Linked DNA regions of Mus musculus: region 2 is linked to region 1. Evidence: chromatin contacts called from public ChIA-PET data. All regions are on one chromosome and are shown on one strand. Each heading gives the region's core, a stretch centred on a gene start, on an enhancer-like site or on the middle of the called end of the contact. The rest is flanking DNA. Distances are from core to core; before and after follow the strand shown.

What was found. ChIA-PET counts read pairs in DNA pulled down with a chosen protein or histone mark.
Region 2: an RNA polymerase II ChIA-PET map of effector CD8 T cells shows a contact between it and region 1, with 49 read pairs. The contact joins the promoter of Dhx40 here to the enhancer-like site in region 1. A contact is called at or near these places in 6 of 484 Hi-C or Micro-C datasets (CD4 T cells, CD8 T cells, Th1 cells and 1 more), 8 of 115 datasets of contacts at active chromatin or transcription factors (the 230-238 cell line, T-cell acute lymphoblastic leukemia, acute myeloid leukemia and 5 more) and 2 of 9 other capture datasets (adipose tissue and liver).

Annotation. Positions count from the first base shown.
Region 1 is chr11:86,583,439-86,590,021 of GRCm38.p6, reverse strand. Vmp1 (vacuole membrane protein 1) reads left to right here. Exons shown (of 12, transcript NM_029478.6): 11 at 3,424-3,526; 12 at 4,571-6,164. The coding sequence ends at 4,714. Mir21a (microRNA 21a) reads left to right here and starts at 5,864; the gene lies at 5,864-5,955. RefSeq lists an enhancer at 2,193-3,826. Within about 2 kb of position 2,896, at least 277 of the 459 cell types and tissues checked have an H3K27ac peak or open chromatin away from gene starts, as enhancers often do. A contact at or near this core is called in the 230-238 cell line, CD8 T cells, T-cell acute lymphoblastic leukemia and 7 more, where this site is marked.
Region 2 is chr11:86,805,368-86,811,848 of GRCm38.p6, reverse strand. Dhx40 (DEAH (Asp-Glu-Ala-His) box polypeptide 40) reads left to right here and starts at 4,189. Exons shown (of 18, transcript NM_026191.2): 1 at 4,189-4,411; 2 at 5,222-5,389. The coding sequence starts at 4,300.

The DNA.
Region 1 (6,583 bases), core at 1,647-4,146:
GATTGATTTTTGTTGTTTTGTGACCCTCCCTCCTACCCCCCCCCCCCCAAAAATGTCAGTAACAGAAAGCAAACCTACCACCTACAAAATTTTTTTGTTTGCTTTGGGCTTAATTTTTTATTGTTTTTTTTGGGGGGGGGTGTTTTTTTTGTTTGTTTTGGTTTTGGTTTTTTGAAACAAGGTTTCTCTGCATAGCCCTGGTTGTCCTGGAACTCACTCTGGAGACCAGGCTGGCCTCGGACTCAGAAATCCGCCTGCCTCTGTCTCCCAAGTGCTGGAATTAAAGGCATGTGCCACCACTCACTGCCCAGCTTGATTGTTTTTCAAAACGCGGTTTCTCTGTGTAGCCCTGGTTGTACTGGAACTCTGTAGTCCAGGCTGGCCTCAAACTCAGCCAGATCCCCCTGCCTCTGCCTACTAATTTGTCCATAGAATATTTTTCTCCCTATTGTTTTAAAGGACAACAAGAAGAAGGTAAATCAGAAACCTTCCCTCTTTTAATGCTTTCTTATTGAAACCAAGTAGCTATTTATAAAGCTGGCTTAAGTACATTTTAGTCTAATAAGGGTGCTACAAAAGAGTTCAATACTAAAAATAATAATAATAATAATAAAACGAAAAAAGAGTTTAATACTAAATCATAGCTCTATCTATATTTGTTCTTCCACAGCATTGTGTTCTTCTATATCACAAAGCTAGTTCTCTGAGCTTCTCCCACCATTGAGGGTTAGATAAGAGAGTTCTTGCTGGGCAGTGGTGGCACACACCTTTAATCCCAGCACTCGGGAGGCAGAGGCAGGCAGATTTCTGAGTGCAAGGCCAGCCTGGTCTACAAGACAGCCAGGACTACACAGAGAAACCCTGTCTCAAAAAAAAAAAAAAAAAGAAGGGGCGAGTTCTTAGCTGTGGACACACAGTGGCTCTGAATTTATTGCTTTCAGAATAACACCTGCAACCAACACTGAACTGTAATAATGTATGTATACATGCACACATGCACCCACACAGCAGCAAATATACTGTTCTTGGTGTGCCAGAAGAGATTTGTATTTCTGGTCTACTTCTCAAACATAACTTAAGGGATGAGTTTTTGAGCTATTCGAGTGTGTGTTGAGGATGGCAGGGTGCTTTCTAGCAGTGTGAGGCTATGGACAAACTGGATATGGTGGTATAGACCTGCAGTCCCAGCACTGTGACGGTAGAGGCAGGAGATCAGGAGTCTTGGCAAGTGTGGATTGTACAACAAGTTCTAGCCCAGCTGAGCTATTTGAGCCCCTGTCAGGGGCTGGAGAGATGGCTCAGTGGTTAAGAGCACTGACTGCTCTTCTGAAGGTCCTGAGTTCAAATCCCAGCAACCACATGGTGGTTCACAACCATCCATAATGAGATCTGACACCTCCTCTGGTATGTGTGAAGACAGCTACAGTGTACTTATGTGTAATAATAAATAAATCTTTAAAAAAAAAAAAGAAAGCTGACACAGTGGTTAAAAGCACTTGTTGTAGTAGCTTTAATTTTTTTTTTTTCATTCAAAATCTCTGGTGTAAGAATACTTTGTGGGGACCTGTGAGGTGGCTCTGCAGGTAAGGATGCTTAACAAGCTGAGTTAGGTTCCCAGGACCCACATGTAGGAGGGAAGAACCAGACGTTGTCCTCTGGGTACAGTGGTGCAGTCAAAGGCAGTGTATCTGTCCACACACTTTGCTGGAATTGTTTTGTTATCTAGAGAATATATTCCTAGTGTAAATGGAGAGACTAATTGCCTTCCTGCCTGTACTATAAGGAAGAGTTGCTTAAGCTCCTAAGGAGATGTCCACCTACTGAGAGCGAGTCCCACCTGGGACTGCACTGCCTCACTGTTTGCCATTGTAGGTCTGCGGTTGGCAGTCGGCAGTCGGACTGCATTGCCTCGCCCTCAAAGCTTGTCTGTTTAGGCTATAATCACCATCCCTCAGTCATCTCTCCTTCCCCTCCCAGTTCTCTTAGCGTTTATTTTCTACATTGAGTCTCTAGGATTGTACTTTCTCCTGTTTGGTTTTGTGGCAAGGTCTCCGTGTAGCTCTGGCTGTCCTAACTGTCCCTACAAAAGACCTCTTAACTCACAGAGACTCACCTGCCTGTCTCATGAGAGCTGGGACTACTTGAGTGTGCTAATATGCCCAGCTGCATTTTGCTTTTCTATTTTATAGTGTGGACACAAAGTAGGGACTCCATTAAACGTTAAAGATATTACTAGGTAAAAGACTGATAGGTAATAATAGTACAAAAGAAAAAGAATGGCTAGCAGTTGGGAAGTTGTTGCTGGCTGGCAAATATAGTAGCAAAAAAGAGTCTTCTCTTATTATTCTGCTTGGGGGGGGGTGAGGAAATCGTTCACTGGTGTCAGTACGCTTTCGGGGTAGCACTGGGCACTGCGCACATGTGCCTGCTATACTTTTTCTGGCCCTAGGAAAAGTACGGGCTTATTTGCCTTGTAGCAAATAAGACAGATGAGAAAATAAAGGGTACAGGAAGTAAGGGTGTTTACTTTTCAAAGTTGCCCCACAGTACCGTTTAACACAACCTGTTAGCTATCAAAAGAAAAGGAGGGGTGGCGGGGGACCGGAGCCTGGTAGCTTCAGTTGCCAGACCGGTTTTACAGCCCTAGCTCTACGAACTCTGGGGACCTTGGTTGGTCCAGAGCCTTATCAGAGATAGCTATCCAGACATCTTGGAACAAGCTGTTTAGTAATGTACAGGAGTTTCTGGGCAAACATCCATCATAAGCCATGAAATGATTCAGGGTCCGCAGTTCCTCTCTGTTCCTTTGTTAATCACTGACTTCTGGCTGGGGGGAGGTGCCTCCCCAATGTGCTAATGCATTCTTTTTGGATAAGGATGACGCAGGGGTTGTCCTAATAAGGACTTAGATTGAGAAAGCACCTCCCACCCACCCCATCCCCCTGAGAAGACGGGACAGTCAGAGAGAGGGAGGGCAGTTTCTTTTTTAACTAGAGATGACACAAGCATAAGTCATTTCCTTATTAATCGGTTTAAACCAGTTCTTACAGGAACTAGTGGTGATAAATGTGGGACTTCTCAGAAGTCATTCATTTTATTCTTTGTGCCACAGCAGTGTGCAGTCTCAGCTGCACTAGCCTCGCCCTCCTGACATAGCAGTGGCTCTGAGCTCTCTCCTACTTTCTCCCAAATGCATTACTGCTGGCGAGACCTCTAAGGAGTTCAGGAGGAATTTTATCACTATCCAAGCTTCACAGGATTGCTGTGACCCTGATTGTTGAATTTTGTCCTTTTTATGAAGTCCTTGCCGCCCTTCTTTTCTTTTTTTTTTTTTTTTTTTAATCTGAAGGGTAAGTAGATTTCCTTTAACATTTCTCTTGCTTTTCTTCCCAAATGTGTCTTTCCTTTGGTACCTGCCTCCAGTGCTGTCCCCGGCATAGGTCCGTCTCTGCAGAAGCCTTTTCAAGAGTACCTGGAGGCGCAGCGGCAGAAGCTTCATCACAGAAGTGAAGCGGGCACACCGCAGGTGAGGATCCCTCCTGCTTCTCCCCCCTCGGCAGGCATCAGCAGGCTCAAACTAGATCCGGAGCTCTCCGGGTTTTAGATGGGGTGGCTGAGGGAGTTTATTGGTCTATGTCTAGTGGCTTTTCAGAAACAAGGATGGGGTAATGGAAGACAGGATTCTGTTGTGTGTGATGCTGTCTTGATCTTACATGAGTTATTACATACATTTCCAGGCTAGGTTAAAAAGTTAACACGTGCACCATCACCAAGCAGTAGGTAAAATGGTTATCCCCTTTCATTTCTGCTGTAGGAAAGCAACTGCTTGCTTGCTTTTCTTTTCTTTCTTTCTTTCTTTTTTCTTTTCTTTTCTTTTCTTTTCTTTTCTTTTCTTCTTTTCCTTTCTTCCTTCCTTCCTCTCTTTCTTTCTTTCTTTCTTTCTTTCTTTCTTTCTTTCTTTCTTTCTTTCTTTCTTTCTTTTTTCTTTTAAATAAAGCAAGGCTTTTACCACAGCTGAACTTTTAACTTGAATAAACTGCCTGGCCGTTTTGCCTTCAGTTCCTGAGGCAGAGGAAAGAACCAGCAGATGTGTAGGCAGCACCCTGAACAGGGAGCCTGGGGGAGAGCAGCCGCTTTCCCTTGGCTTTAGACTTCAAATAGCTCTTTGCCGCTGTGGCCAAAGAGGGCTCACATTTATGTTCTAAAAGCAGCTCTCAGAGTTTAGGTCCTCTTCCCCTTCCAAGCAAGGTCTGCAAGGCTGTAGAGAAAGTATAGACTCTAACCAGACCACTCTGTCACAGTGTAAAAGGACAGCCCACCCTCCCATCCCTCCCTAAGCCATACAGGTTAGCATCAGCTATCCATCCCACAGCTTGAACTGACAACCTAGTGTGGAAAAGCTTGGCCTGAATGTGGATTTCAGCCTACCTAGAGACCGGTTTTTAGTTGTTTGGGTATAATAGGCAAGCCTCAAGTTCTCATTGTTTCCCTTGAAGTGTTGCAAATAATCTCCTTAGTGTTGAACCGAGGAAACCCTTTTTCTTGAATTGTTCTGCTTTCTTTCCTACAGGGAGAAAACTGGTTATCCTGGATGTTTGAGAAGCTGGTGGTTGCAATGGTGTGTTACTTTGTCCTGTCTATTATTAACTCCATGGCACAAAACTATGCCAAACGAATCCAGCAGCGCTTGAACTCAGAGGAGAAAACTAAATAAGCAGAGAGTTTTTATCTGCAGAAGTTAACATGGTGGAGTCCTGCCTTACACTGGGAGGGCTCTAACCAGGAAGGAAGGTCCCCGTTTCCAACCTGTGTTGATTTTTAAAACATTCTTCCTGAAAGCAGTTTAGTCCATATGTTACACTGACATACTTTATTTGTTAAGGTAAGGTGTCTACACCCTCAGTTCAATCCACGTCGTATTCTTTAGGGTGGATGTGATGTTCTGCTGCAAACTTAACAAAAACTGGCCTTCTGATACCTTCACAGGGCCACACAGAACCTTCTGAAGTATGTTAAATATGTCAGGCTTTTTAGGCTTGTCACAAATGATTGTTTTTTTCTAAGTCACCAAATGTATATAAGTTATATATATTGGATAGCAATCTTGCATGTCTATCATGGAACAATTTAATATGCCTTCCTTTCCCACCCTCAAAAAGGCCATTTTATGACGCATTGCACACCCTCTGGGGAAATTGATCTTTAAATTTTGAAACAGTATAAGGAAAATCTGGTTGGTGTCTCACAAATGAGTACGCCATTTTTTATTCTGTATATTTAGAATGAAGTCGTGAAAAACTTTATAAAGACATCTTTGATCATTCCGAAATTGTGTCCGTTTTCTTTAGTGCTATGGTTTTTTGTTTCTTTTTCACTTCTACAAAGCGAGTGGCAGCCTTGCCAATTAGACTTAAACCAGAATTGCCCAGGCTTTTATGTATTGCCTGAGAGAGCTACCTCCAAGGTGTTTTGTTGTTGGGCTGGAGATCTAAGCGGGACTATGAGGTTCACCTAGAGTGGGAATCTCTTACTTTATAAAAACAAGAAGTGGTGATGTATAAATCAGAGGACACTAGCAAGAAAGGCTTTTTCATGTTCATGTTAGTTTTAGCTGTTTGTACTCCGGCTTTAACAGGTGGAAGCTTACTTCTCTGTGTGATTTCTGTGTTTTATTTCAATGTGATTTTCCTTTGACATTTTTTTGATTGACCCTGTTCATTTTGTTTTGCCTGGTAGGAAAATAAACAGCTTTCTTTCCTAGAATTGGCATTAAGCCCCAGCAAACCAGAGATGTTTGCTTTGCTTTAAACCCTGCCTGAGCACCTCGTGCTTGCCCCCTGTCGTGGTCGTGACATCGCATGGCTGTACCACCTTGTCGGATAGCTTATCAGACTGATGTTGACTGTTGAATCTCATGGCAACAGCAGTCGATGGGCTGTCTGACATTTTGGTATCTTTCATCTGACCATCCATATCAAATGTTTTCATTCAAACATTACCCAGCATCATGGTTTGCAGTCAAAAATTGTGGTCCTTATGTCTTGTGAGACTTGGAGCCCTTATACCTTGGTACAACAGCAGCAGTATCAAGAGAAAACTTCCTAGGAAATTGGGGTAGTCGTCACAGTCATAACTAAATAAATAAAAATGAAAAGTCACCTTGCCTCATGGATTTTGGAAAGGTTGTCCTTTGTTGGCTTTTGGTTGGCTGGTTGGTTTATGTTTTTTTCTTTACAGGGACTAACAATTTGTTACCTGGCCATACTTGAAAAGCAATGCCCAAATTAACAATGAAATTTTTATTTGTTTGTTTGTTTGCTTGTTTATTTACTTATTTATTTTGAGATAAGACTTCACTATGGAGACCAGGCTAGTCTTGGACTCATAAGAGATCAACACACCCTCGCCTCCCAAGTGCTAGAATTAACTTCGTATGCACCGTGCTGCCAGGCTTAGACTAGTATAATTCATATGTTAGCTAGCTAGCATCAGAATTCCCACCTTACTTTGCAATTGTTTCATCTCTTTGCCTCACTATTTTATTTTGTGTTTATTTGAAGAAAGAAGATGTTAAGTGTGAATT
Region 2 (6,481 bases), core at 2,940-5,439, 220 kb before region 1:
TAAATCTTGCCTTCTACATTTTATGTATGGTCTCAGTGTCTTCTTGGGTACGCGGCTGTCCCGGGACTTAAGTGTCTGAGTGAGGGTCTCCCCTCGAGGATCTTTCAGTTTCTCAAATTAACCCAGCTTGCCACCTTCAGGCAACTGCAAGATTTACAGAGACAGAGCTAGAGATGGGATATTAATTTTTCATCTTTCTCAAAAACCTTAATTAGTAGTTTTGTGATCTAGTAGTACCTTTGTATTTTGCTCTGTCTTGAAGCTTTCCCTAGAATTCATTGGAACCTTCTAGACTCTCAAGGCTTAGTTCATTTGTTGCTAGCTACAAAAAGCTTCCCCACCCTGACTCACCCTGTAGCTCTATTGTGTTCCTCAGAGTGTCTTCTAGATACTATGTATTCTCTACACAATCACCACATGCAAGCGAGCCACCTTACTGACCCCTTGATTACTTTTAAATGAGAAGAATACATCTGAGGACACCTTATTTTCTTGAATCCTTTCCACTGGATCTTTTCCAACAACATTGAACATTCCTGTGCTAGCCCACTTTGTCCTTTCTCCCAATCCTTGCTTCATTACATCTCCCTTCTCTCTGCTTTCTCCCAAGACCTGGCTGCTTCTATCAAAGAGAAGTAAGCTAGCACAGGAGGCTCTAGTTTGGCCCTTTGCTCAGGAGTATCTTGGATCTTTGCTTTTGCCTTGGTGAGAGTTGGGAAGGAAGGCTTCACTGTACCAGGCAAATCTAAAAGGAAAAGGAAAACACAGAGGACCAGACTGATATTTAAGGATTGAAATTTGACCCAAATGTAAATGTATAATACTAATCTTAATGAGCCTTGAATTGTGACCACTTCAATGCCTGTATTACACAATGATCCTAAACATGTTCAGTTATGCACCAAATAATTTCATTGACAAGTTTTGCTTTTTGAGTCAGGGTCTCACTATGTAGCCCCATGGGCTTGGAACTTCAAGTGTAGACCAGGCTGGCCCCAAACTCACAGTGATCCTCCTCCCTCTGCATCCAAGAGATGAGATCAAAGGTGTGCACCACTATGGCCTGTCCCAGCCTTTTCCATCACATCCCCTGAGTCAGGGTGTCTTTACCATCTGTTCTCAATCTTCCTTTCACTTGCCTTCATCCATTTGAACCAGTGACTGACAAGCCCATCAAATACATTCTCAGTTTGTGTTGTGATACCTCCCCTTCTCCGTACAGTACGGATTCTGTCTGCTTTTCTTTATGTGACCAAAACAATTCTTATTTAATCAGATTAGTGATAGTACTGTTCAGTCTTTCTATGAGCCATAAGCCATCATGTTCTGTTCTTGGGTCTCTGACATTATTATGTGTCTAGTGTTTGGGACTCTGCTTGTTATTATGTAAACAACATATGATATTTTTGCTTCATGTATTGGTTTTACTTCACAATATTTTATTATTGTGTATGTGAGTGTGTACAGTGTGTATATGGGTGGGGTGGTGGGTAACACATGCTGCACAATGCAATCCAGTGGGTAATAATTGAAGGGCCCTTTAACCATCACTTCAGGGGCCCTATATTTTGCTTTCTTTTTTTTTTTTTTTTTATTAGGTATTTAGCTCATTTACATTTCCAATGCTATACCAAAAGTCCCCCTTACCCACCCACCATATTTTGCTTTCTTTTTCAATGGCGATGTAATCACATTATTTCATCATTTTGAAAGTCTTTACAGTTGAGCCCTTGATGCTCGGAAATAGATTGCATGGAACCAAGAACATTTGGAAGACTGCTCATTGAAGCAACAGCAGCAAGGTGCAATCCACACTTCTTAACCTTTGCTTATCACTTGTACTCTTTCTCCTGACTCAGAGGTAACGAGACATAGATTCAATGTTGGGGATGCTTACCATTCTTCCAAAATTCAGCCCACACATTTTCCACTTTTACTCCGTGTTTGTATTCTATTTGTTATTGTAATTTGTAAGATCATTGGTCTAGAAATACTAGGAATATCCCTATGTCATTAATAGTAAAATAGTCTACATGGCCAAGGTTGGGAAAACCTTGGTTGGATGGTGCTACCATCTAGGCTCCTTGACTTTGTTTTCTTTAATTCGTGGCTTCCAGTTTTATTCTGGATATTTTGCTAGGTGGTTATCAACAAATGGAGTCAACTCTAAGAGTTACAACCACTGAAAGACACTCCTCATTTAAATAATTCCACTTCTCATTCCAGTATTAGGTTAGTATGATTGTGAGGTTTCTTATCTCTCTCTTTTTCATCACCAAGAGGAAGTTTCAGAAATTTCTTTCTCACACGTGAAAACCAGAGAATATTAACCTTTAATCCCATATCCCTGGACAGGCAAACTTCTGGGAGCTCAAAGCTAACCTGATCTACTTAATGAGTTTCAGGCCATCTAGGGCTATATAGTGATATATAGTGAGACTTTGTCCAAAACTGTATATATCAAATACTTAATCATTTAAATACAAATTGCTTAGTAAATGGTCACAATTCCTGATTTGAAATGATTCTGCTTATTTTCTTAGAAAGTGACTTTGTGAAATAGCTGGTCTGTTGCTCAGTTACAGAGGTCACCAATATCTTCATGGTCTGACTACAATTGTATATTTTGATCTCTTCTGACATAATAGTTTGAATTACTAATAGAAATCGAAAGGTTCAGAGATGGTTTTAATGTTTTGGAGAAATCTAAAATGTTCTCCTGTCACTAGGGCTATTGCCTCAGCCGTTAGAAAGTTACACCTGACTTGCTATCATTCAAATTCTGATAAACTTGCATTAAAGGAGTTGTTGATCAGTTACGTTGAAAAGGAGTTGATACATGTACGTTTTAAAGCAAAGTCTTGGATTCTTGTAACATCTTACATCTTTTCTAGTTTGGTCTTGGGTTGATAAGTGAATGGTAGTTTTATGTTGCCTTCCTATAAACCATGATTAATTTTAACAGCAGGAACTACTGAAAAGTGCAAGAAGCAAATGGACAAGGTCACATATATCTGTAATTTAGCACTTGGGTAGCTGAGGCTGGAAGATCATGAGTTCTAGGGTATCCTGGGCTACATAGTGATTTAAGTGTAAGAAGCAGGTTTCTTCACATTTTTTCATAATTAACTCAACTCAGAAAATCAGCTGGCATTATCACTGAAGGACTAGTCCAAGAACCCCCCTCCTTCCCTCCCTCCCTTTTCCCCTCTTCCCCCCCTCCCTCCTTCCTTCTCTTTTCCTCTCCCTTCTTTCTCCCTCTCCCCTTTATTCACCTCCTCTTCTGAGACAGAGTCTCATTCTCAGAATTATCCTGGTGGTAACCCGGAACTCACAGCAACTCTTTTGCCTCTGCCTCGCAAGTGTTAGGACCACACTCAGCTTTGATAAAGTACTGGGTATTGAATCCCAGGGTCTCTCATATCGTAGATAAGTATTCTACCACTGAACTGTACACCAAGTCCCCAACATACCTTTAAAAATAAGTAAACCACACCACCTCAGATAATGTGTATCTGTAGAATTTTCAGCAGTTGTGTTTTCTAAGGAACGTACTTCCACTAAAAGTCAACTTATTTTAAAACAGATGTTAACCCTGTCTCGAAAAAAACAAAAAAAATCAACCAACAACCCAGATGTTATTCATTCATCTATCCTCAACAAACCCTATTGTCCACCTCAAATCACTGCTCCCTGCTGGGTGTACAATATATAGTGTTCCGGAAGTCTGGATCATGTGTGTCTTCCCAGCTTCTTGGAGGGTATGGAAAATATGCAAATAAATGTAAATGAAGGGTTCCATGAAGGAAGTGAAACAGCATGGGAATCTAAGTTTTGAAAACTACAGAACTACAAGTTGGACCGCACTATGTGTCTTGATAGGACGATAGGGAAGTGAGTTGCCCAAGGTCACACTGTAGGATGGCTTCGGCTCCTGGGAAAGGGTCATTCAACTGGTATCTGGAGATAGGCAAGACTTGTGGGGATGCTGTGGTGACTAAGGGCCACACTGGACAAACTGTGACCTGGCCCTCAGGTGTTCAGGTGTGACTTCGCGGGTGGCGGAGGCACGTGGCGATGGGCGGGACTCCTTGGGGGTGGTGCCTCGGGGCCCCCAGGAGCGCGGGCCCGTGCGCGTCCAAGCAGAGGCCGCCACGTCATCGAGCCGCTCCCCCACCCCTCTCAGCCAGTCGCACGCGCGGAAGTAAACACCCCTACGTCATCAGGGCGCGTCCTCGCCTTTCCCCTCCCATCTCCTCGGCTCCGTGGACGTGTTCGCTTCTTCTCCGGACCGGGTCTATGTCCCGGTTTCCCGCCGTCGCGGGCAGGGCGCCAAGGCGGCAGGAGGAAGGCGAGCGGCCAATAGAGCTCCAGGAAGAGCGGCCGTCAGCTGTTCGCATCGCTGACAGAGGTACGGTCCGCGGGACGCTGTGGCACCCGGAGGGAGTTATTTGCGGGGCGAAAAGTACATCTGTGGGCGGCAGAGGAGGTGGGAAGGGAGCTTAGACGTTCTTTTGGTCTTTTAAGCCAGACGACGAACTTTGCGTCCAGTGAGCACTTTGGCTTAGAAGGGGGCGGTCCCAAACCCAAGTTGGGTGAGAACCTCTCTGGGGGGCAAGAAAGTGGACCCGAACGCCCAAATGCCTTCTGCTGTTCTACAGCCTCATAAAGCCTTTGTTCTCTACCCGTTCATCCCCCTCCCCTTCGTCGGGCCGCCAGCCTGCCTTTGGGTACGGTATGAAGGGAGCCCGTTTCCAGGAGCCAGTTTCCATGGTTACCCACCACTTGGCCTTCTGGGATATCAGTCACTCTGAACAGGGACCTAACTTGAACTGTGAATCAGAAGCAAATACAGGTGGCTTCTTCTTCTTCTCAGAGTTGTTCTGCTGTGCTCAGGTTGTTGATCTATTGTTTAATAAAATTGAGTTTAGTTTTTCCAGGTAGGTATGCATACATACACGTTGTCTTGTGCTTGACTGACTTTGTCAAGTACGGCGAGTTACACATCAACAATGTTGAAGTTGTTTGATTTTACCAAAAAAAGTTATTCTGAGTTTATAAACTTTCACGTGTGATTTGTACATGGTTGACGTAACTGAAAAGTCATAGATTGATCTTTCCCGTTGTGCGATTCCTGTGCATTCTTCTTTCAGGTCTGAGCCATTGTCAGAGAGCTCTTCTCAGGTGTTTTCATTGCACAATTGTTTTTGTGTTGTTACAGAAGAGAAAGGATGCACATCACAGGAGGGAGGAACAACTCCAACGTTTCCTATTCAGAAACAAAGAAAAAAGCTCATTCAAGCTGTGAGGGACAACTCGTTCCTCATCGTTACTGGAAATACAGGAAGTGGTAAAACAACTCAACTCCCTAAATACCTTTATGAAGCAGGTAATTTTATTCTTGGATAAAGCTGGAAGCACTAAAGAGAGAAATTCTTTAAATTTTAATGAAAGTACTGTAGTGTGCAAATGCCCATTGCTGCGTTGCTTTGTCAGATCCTTAGCCTCCCTATGTCTCCTTGGCTTTCTGGATTTATTTCAGGCTCCGGAATTGTTGGGGTGACATATTAAACTACAATGATAATAATAATAATAATAGAAGAAGAAGAAGAAGGCTGATTGTGGTGGTGCACACTTTTAATCCCAGCACTTGGTAGGCAGAGTCAGGAGCATCTCTGAGTTGTAAGGCTAGCATGGTTTACATATTAAGTTCCAGGCCAGCTATGGTTATATGATAAGAAGGAAAAATAAAAGGATGTTAATTTTCTCTTTTAGGATAAGGTTATCTCATTAGCCAGTGAGAACTGAAACAATTGTGAATTGGAAAGGATAGTTGACCTCTGTTGGGGACATATTTTTGTTGGGGGGGTGTTGGTTTTTTTTTTTTTTTTTTTTTTGAGACAGGGTTTCTCAGTGTAGCCCTAGAACTCACTCTGTAGACCAGGCTGGCCTGGAACTCAGAGATGCACCTGCCTCTGCCTCTTGAGTGCTGGGATTAAAGGTGTGTGCCACCACTACTTTGCTGTTGCTGACAATTTATTCTTCCTCTAGACCGTTATCAGACAAATATTCTCAGATTCTACCAGAATTGAGCAAACAAATTACCAATAAAGTGTCTCATCAGTGTGGCAACATTCTCTTTCATAATTTTGGAAAAGAGAAAATTATATATTACTCATATTAAAATAAAAGTTAATTTGGGGGGTACTAGAGAGATGGCTCAGCAGATGTAAACTCTTGCTGCTGCTTCAGAAGACCAGATTTTTGTTCCCAGCACCTATATTGGCGGTTCACAACCACCTATAACTCTAGTTTGGGGGATTCCGATACCCTCCTCTGGACTCCTAGGGACCTGAATGTGCACATTCAAAGACAGAGATATATATACACTATACATAAATAAAAACATATCCTTTGAATTTTTAAGTCTTTTTCTTTTTTTCCAAGACAAGGTTTCTCTGTGTAGCCCTGGCTGTCTTGG